Linked DNA regions of Mus musculus: region 2 is linked to region 1. A link is a contact called in public HiChIP or PLAC-seq data. All regions are on one chromosome and are shown on one strand. The core of a region is the stretch at or near the end of the contact, and the rest is flanking DNA. Distances in the headings are between cores, read along the strand shown.

Evidence for each region. HiChIP or PLAC-seq counts read pairs in DNA pulled down with a chosen protein or histone mark.
Region 2: a contact with region 1 is called in an H3K4me3 HiChIP or PLAC-seq map of stem cell-derived neural progenitor cells, with 4 times the contacts expected there. The contact joins the promoter of Npbwr1 here to the promoter of Lypla1 in region 1. A contact is called at or near these places in 7 of 39 promoter capture datasets (the 3T3-L1 cell line, 3T3-L1-derived adipocytes, cranial neural crest and 4 more) and 2 of 115 datasets of contacts at active chromatin or transcription factors (astrocytes and stem cell-derived neural progenitor cells).

Annotation. Positions count from the first base shown.
Region 1 is chr1:4,806,322-4,809,508 of GRCm38.p6, reverse strand. It overlaps Lypla1 (lysophospholipase 1), which reads right to left and starts at 1,686. Exons shown (of 9, transcript NM_008866.3): 1 at 1,527-1,686; 2 at 1,023-1,054. The coding sequence starts at 1,595.
Region 2 is chr1:5,915,647-5,918,833 of GRCm38.p6, reverse strand. It overlaps Npbwr1 (neuropeptides B/W receptor 1), which reads left to right and starts at 1,436. Exons shown (of 1, transcript NM_010342.1): 1 at 1,436-3,187. The coding sequence starts at 1,541. The coding sequence ends at 2,530.

The sequences.
Region 1 (3,187 bases), core at 437-2,936:
TCCCAGCACTCGGGAGGCAGAGGCAGGCGGATTTCTGAGTTCGAGGCCAGCCTGGTCTACAAAGTGAGTTCCAGGACAGCCAGGGCTACACAGAGAAACCCTGTCTCGAAAAACCAAAAAAAAAAAAAAAACAAACAAACAAACAAACAAAAAAAAAAATAAAATCAAGTTCTAAAAATTTAACCTTTATATTTATTTTATGTGTACAAATGCTTTGCCTGCATGTATGCCTATACACCACATATATGCGACTCCTGTGGAGCCCAGAAAAGGGGTCAGATCTGTTGAGACTGGAGTTACAGCGAGCTGGAAGCCACTAAGTGGGTGCTTGGAACTGAACCCGCAGGCTGGTTAAGTGCAGCCTATGCCCTGAACCATTAAACCATCTCCCCAGTTTCATTGTAAAAGTTTGACAATCTTATACAACACAAGTTTCAGCCAGATAATCACTCAATTAAACAGAAGGCAACCCAAGGATTAATAACAGAAAATCCTAAGCTAAAGTTAGTGCTGCATAGTCCGGTCAGGGACTGGTGAAGTGTCCACACGGCACACACTGACCTCAAGTTTCTTCTCCAGAACCACAAAAGCAAAATGGGTTTGATAAGCCACCAAATTAATCTTTGAGCTGTGGCCCCACCTTCTTTGATTTTTCTCTTTTAAGGGATCATCTGCACTCTGATCTGGGACTTATGCTTCATGTTATTGCTATTTCTCTCAACAGAATCAACCGGTCTTTCTCAACCTGCTCCAAAACTGCACACTGCCTTTGCAAACATTCCACTCCTCTGGTATCCAATTCACATCCAAAGAGCAGTTAACAATTTTAACATGTTCCAGAGACAATCTCAAAGACGAGAAACTCAAGATAAGGGGGAAATTGTGGGTGTTTGTAAGCAGAAAAGCTGATCTCCTTGAGAAAATACTTGTTCCTACAATGTCAGCCTTCTTCAGCATACAACCCTTTGACCAGTAAGTAGCTGCACGACCCCATCTCCTTAGGTACTAACAATGGCACCTACCCTGTATCTCCCAATCCGTGAAGGAAAATAACCTAAAAGAGAATAAGACAAAATAAGCACACACTGGACTGTTACAGATTTTGTTAAGTTATAAAACCCAATGAAGGACCTAAAAACTTACAACAGAACACTATTCCACAAGCTATTTAATTTCTATACCCCTTCGTTTTAGCACTCAGAGGTCTCACACAGTCGGATAAAAGACAGCTGTCTCTAAAGTCAAGTCACGAAAGTCGAATTTTTTTCATCACAAAAGTTTCCGGGAGCAAAAGTTAATCTGAGCTCCTGCGGCAGGACAGACACTCCCGCTGCAGGTCGGCTGTTTCAGCACTGGACCTCGGAATTTGCTTCAGGGGTGGGGGTGAGAGTGCTAGGCAGGCAGGCGGCGCCCCGCCGGCTCCGATTCCCCGCCCGACCCCGGAGAGCCCGCGGGGCGGCGCGGACGCATCCACGCGCGGCGGCCTGGGTCTCGCTGGTGCCCCAGGCCCGGGCGCCGCCACTCACCGCGGCGGTGGCCTTCCGGGCGGCCGGCACAACGGCGGGCATCGGAGCGGACATGTTGTTGCCGCACATCCACCGGCTGGCGGACAGTGCGTCGGAAGCGGAAGGGAACTCGGGCTCCCGGCAGCCGAAAGTCCCAGCCCGCCCCTCCGGGCGCGCGCTCAGGCGCGTGCGCGCCCCCGCGCCGCCCTGCACTGTTCCTCGCGTTCGGCCCCGAGCTCGCGCCCCGATTCGGCCGCGCGTGCGCGTCATAGTGAGCCTTCCCGCACCGCGCTGGAGCAGTGCGGGCCGCTGCTAACCTCTCGCTGTCCATCCACGCCCGCAGTGCCTGGACCAGCGGCAGGTAGCAGGGACCGCTGCTGGGACCGCGGCTAGGCGGGGCGAGCTCTTGCTGTGGTCCCCTGCGCGCTTGACGCGTGACTCCCGATTTCACTTCCCCAGGCAGGTCAACGTTATTAACTAAAGGACAGGTATTCATTGAAATATAGCCGTTTTGAACACGGGGCAAAATCGCCACCCTTCTGCACAGCGCTGAATTTATTGCATATATAGTATGTATAACTGGGGAACGGTTCATGGCAAACATTTAAGGTCAAAATGTCATGACCTTCAGAAGTCTGCAATTCAGTGAGGAAACCAAATATACAGTTTTGACTGGAAAGGAGTTTGTGAACTAAGACTTAAAGACTAAAAGACTTAATTAAATTACACAGGAAAATCTAGGTCCTGAGAGATTTTGGAGTCTTATTCAAAACGGTTTTAAATCAGTCTTGCCCTTAAATATTGAAAAGTTTAAACATTCTCAAAAATGTTAAATTGATAACCCTCCCCCAAAATGGTAGTAATGTGATTCACAAGGCTTATGCCTCTATATATTTTTTGCTTTTTCGATACATGGTTTCTCTGTGTAGCCTTGGTTGTCCTGGAACTCACATTGCAGACCAGGCAGGCCTCAAACTCCTAACTCTACCTCCTGAGTGTGTTTGCCACCACACCCAGCAATGCCACTATATTTAAGTCAAACTGTTAGGTCTTTTCTTTGTGACTTTAAAAGAAAACACAACTGTCTTTAGCTCTCATTATGAACATAAAATGATCCAAGTCACTGTTAAGTAAGTTTCTCTATGATGAAATATGTAGAATTCCAGGAGCTACCATTATCTCACTAGAGAGGACAAGAATACATCAAGTTGGGGTGCCTGTCATCTGTGTCTTTTCCTATCTCAAAATCTCCAGTTCCTGCAATTTTTCTGGAGTTTTACATCCTCCAATGAGCTTGTTTCTTCTGTTCTGAATGGTTTCTTTCTTCCCTGGGTAAGGGAATGAAGTAAATATAAAATTTAGAAAAAAAATAGTTAATTATTCAGATCATGTGATTGTACAAAAGAAAAAGTAAGCCCAGTGGTGGTGGCGCACGCTTTTAATTCCAGCAGAGGCAGGTGGATTTCTGAGTTCCAGGCCAGCCTGGTCTACAGAGTGAGTTCCAGGACAGCCAGAGCTACACAGAGAAACCCTGCCTCGAAAAACCAAAAAGCCAAAAAAAAAAAAAAAAAGAAAAGAAAAAGAAAAGAAAAGAAAGAAAGAAAGAAAGAAAGAAAGAAAGAAGAGTAAAGTGACCAACAAGAAAATTCATCAGTATAGCCCATACTAGGTCAGTATACCCA
Region 2 (3,187 bases), core at 187-2,686, 1.1 Mb before region 1:
CCTCATCAAATATATTCTAGCTTCTAGATTAGTGTTTTTGTGCGATTTCTGGGTGTGCAAATGAGAGAGTCTCTAAATCCTTCTCTTGGATTTGTTTCCTTCTATTGATTCATCCTGTCCAACTTTAATGTGACAGTTTTTGCTTTATATTTTGTTTTGTTATATTTTCTAAAATGAATATGAATGCACTAATGAAAACCCAGTCACTAGAGGAAGGGTTAACAACTAAATTGTCAATTATACCTGCTGTAAAAGGGGGAATTAGTTTTCTCCAATACAGTGATATTGGATTTATCAACTCTTCCAGGGCAGGACTCATGTTCAAGAATAGTTGATCAACATTTAATGATCTCCACAGTTTTGCTTTTGTATGTTTATGGTTTTATTTGATTACAGTTTAGTGGGTTTTTTTCTCTCTCTGTTTAGGTGTTTCTTTATTTTATTTTCTTGGATTTGGGAGTTTTTGTTGTGTTTGGTTTTGTTCTTGTTTGTTTTGAGAAAGAGCTTAAAGTTGGGTGGGTAGAGAGAGGATCTAGACGACTTGGGGTAGGGGAAGACTACGATCAAAATAAATTTAATTTTAACATTGATTTAAATAATGATACATATAATAAAGAAATAAAACATGTTATGGGAACCTCATCTCCAACTGTTCTTCAAAAACAGGATATTATTTTTTTTAACTTTGTCATTCTTAGTTTTAGTTTCTGACAGGTGAGCTTTTTATAATTCCAGATGAACTGAATTAAAACAGCAGGAAGGCAGCAAAGAAGTCTTTTGAGGAAGGGGGCGCTGTTTTCTGTTAGATCAGAGGATTTTTCTAGGAGTGGAGTGGGAAAGGGTGACAGGTTGACTGAGCCGCGCTTCCTGTACTTCAGGTTCTTGGGAGAACTCCTGGAGAGTCCAGCAGTAGTCTCTGGGCAGACAACAGGAGACAGACTAGGCTGGCAGGCATCTCATTGCTGCTGCAGCGTCCTCCAGCAGACAGTGGGTTCCTCCCTGACCTCCCCAGGAAACTCAGATCTTTGCTGGGACTCGCCAGGTAAGATAAAGATTGCTGTTGCAAGTCCTATTATCTAGCGTGCTCGGAAACACACCTCTGCTGAATTCGCCGGTGTGACCTCAGTGTGAATTCCTTAAGCTCTAAAACAGGGGATTGGGTGCATTTACGGTTTCCTAGGAGTCAAGTGGCTTCTGCATAGCACTTTGATGTATTCAGTGGACTGGAATCTGATTTCCACAGGTGGAGAGAAGAGCTTGGGACACTGTAGCTACTTTCTATGGACCTCATTTCTCCTTAAAGCTATACCTCCAGAAATGTAAGCTGTGTTTTCAATTCTGTCTCCAGCCTTGGAGTCCCGGCGTCAGCGAGCTTAGTAGCAGCGGGGAACGCCCCCTCCGGTGCGCATCCAGAGAAAAGCTGTGACACTCAGGCAGTGCCTGGGTGCAGATCCCTGTAAACGTGGGCGCATAAACCTCGAGTTTCGCGGGGCTGCTGAGTGGAATCCTGGTGGTCGCCTGCTCTCCAGCCCTCTCCAAGATGCATAACTTAACGCTTTTCGAGTCTGGAGGGGACAACGTGTCTTGCGGCGGCTCATCTTTGGGCTGTCCCAACGGGTCCAGCCTGGCTCCTCTGCCGCTGCCGCAGCCACTGGCGGTAGCAGTGCCTGTCGTCTACGGGGTAATTTGCGCCGTGGGACTGGCTGGCAACTCTGCGGTGCTGTACGTACTGCTGCGCACGCCGCGCATGAAGACTGTCACCAACGTGTTCATCCTCAACCTGGCTATCGCCGATGAGCTCTTCACCCTCGTGCTGCCCATCAACATCGCGGACTTCCTGCTGAGGCGCTGGCCCTTCGGGGAGGTCATGTGCAAGCTCATTGTAGCCGTCGACCAGTACAACACTTTCTCTAGCCTCTACTTCCTCGCCGTCATGAGCGCCGACCGATACCTGGTGGTTCTGGCCACAGCAGAGTCGCGCCGGGTGTCCGGGCGCACTTACGGTGCAGCGCGTGCTGTCAGTCTGGCGGTGTGGGCGCTGGTGACGCTGGTCGTGCTGCCCTTTGCGGTATTCGCTCGGCTGGACGAGGAGCAGGGTCGGCGCCAGTGCGTGCTGGTCTTCCCGCAGCCCGAGGCCTTCTGGTGGCGTGCCAGCCGTCTCTACACACTAGTATTGGGCTTTGCCATCCCGGTGACCACCATCTGTGCTCTCTATACCACTCTGCTCTGCCGACTGCGTGCTATCCAGCTAGATAGCCACGCCAAGGCCCTGGATCGTGCCAAGAAGCGCGTGACCTTGTTGGTGGCGGCGATTCTGGCTGTGTGCCTCCTCTGCTGGACGCCTTATCACCTGAGTACCATAGTGGCCCTCACCACCGACCTCCCGCAAACGCCGCTGGTCATCGGCATCTCTTACTTCATCACCAGCCTGAGCTATGCTAACAGCTGCCTCAACCCTTTCCTCTATGCCTTCCTGGACGACAGCTTCCGCAGAAGCCTCCGGCAATTGGTGTCATGCCGTTCAGCCTGATGCCCTTTCCACCTCTTTCCACCGCAGGCAGCACTGCCAGCTGGGTTCAGGAGAATTCCGGGACTGTGGTTCCCAAGTGCAGCCCGAAATCCTGAGGCCCATTCCAGGCATTCAGTACCACAGGCCCTACCCAGGACTGATACCACAGGCCCTAACCAGGACTGATCCGGGATTTGCCCGGCCTTGAGGTGAGGCTGGTGTGTAGCATGCCTGAGGACAGCTTGGGCCAGGGCACCTTACTATTTTGTCCCCACAGCTGAGGGCAGGGCTTGACACCTGAACGTAGGGTAAATGGTGGGGCAGTGTTGTTGGAACGTGATTTTAATTCTCTCTCTATTTCACTGTGAGTAGGCTCCTAGGATGTCCCAGGCATCTCTTCCTCAGCGTTAAGTCTGTGTATTTTGTTTCTTTGCTTTCCACCACGGATGACCTCCCTGGTAAACAGCCTGGCCTGATGCTTCTTAGGAACACTCTAACTGCCTGGCCACGCCTCACTGGAGATGTGTGTGTGTGTGTGTGTGTGTGTGTGTGTGTGTTAGAGTGGAGGTGTGGTGGTGTGGAGGTGTGGTGGTGTGGTGGTGTGGTGGTGTGGTGGTATGGTGGTGTGGTGGTGTGGTGGTGGTGGTGAAGGGGGCTAGAACCTAGCTGTGACTGACA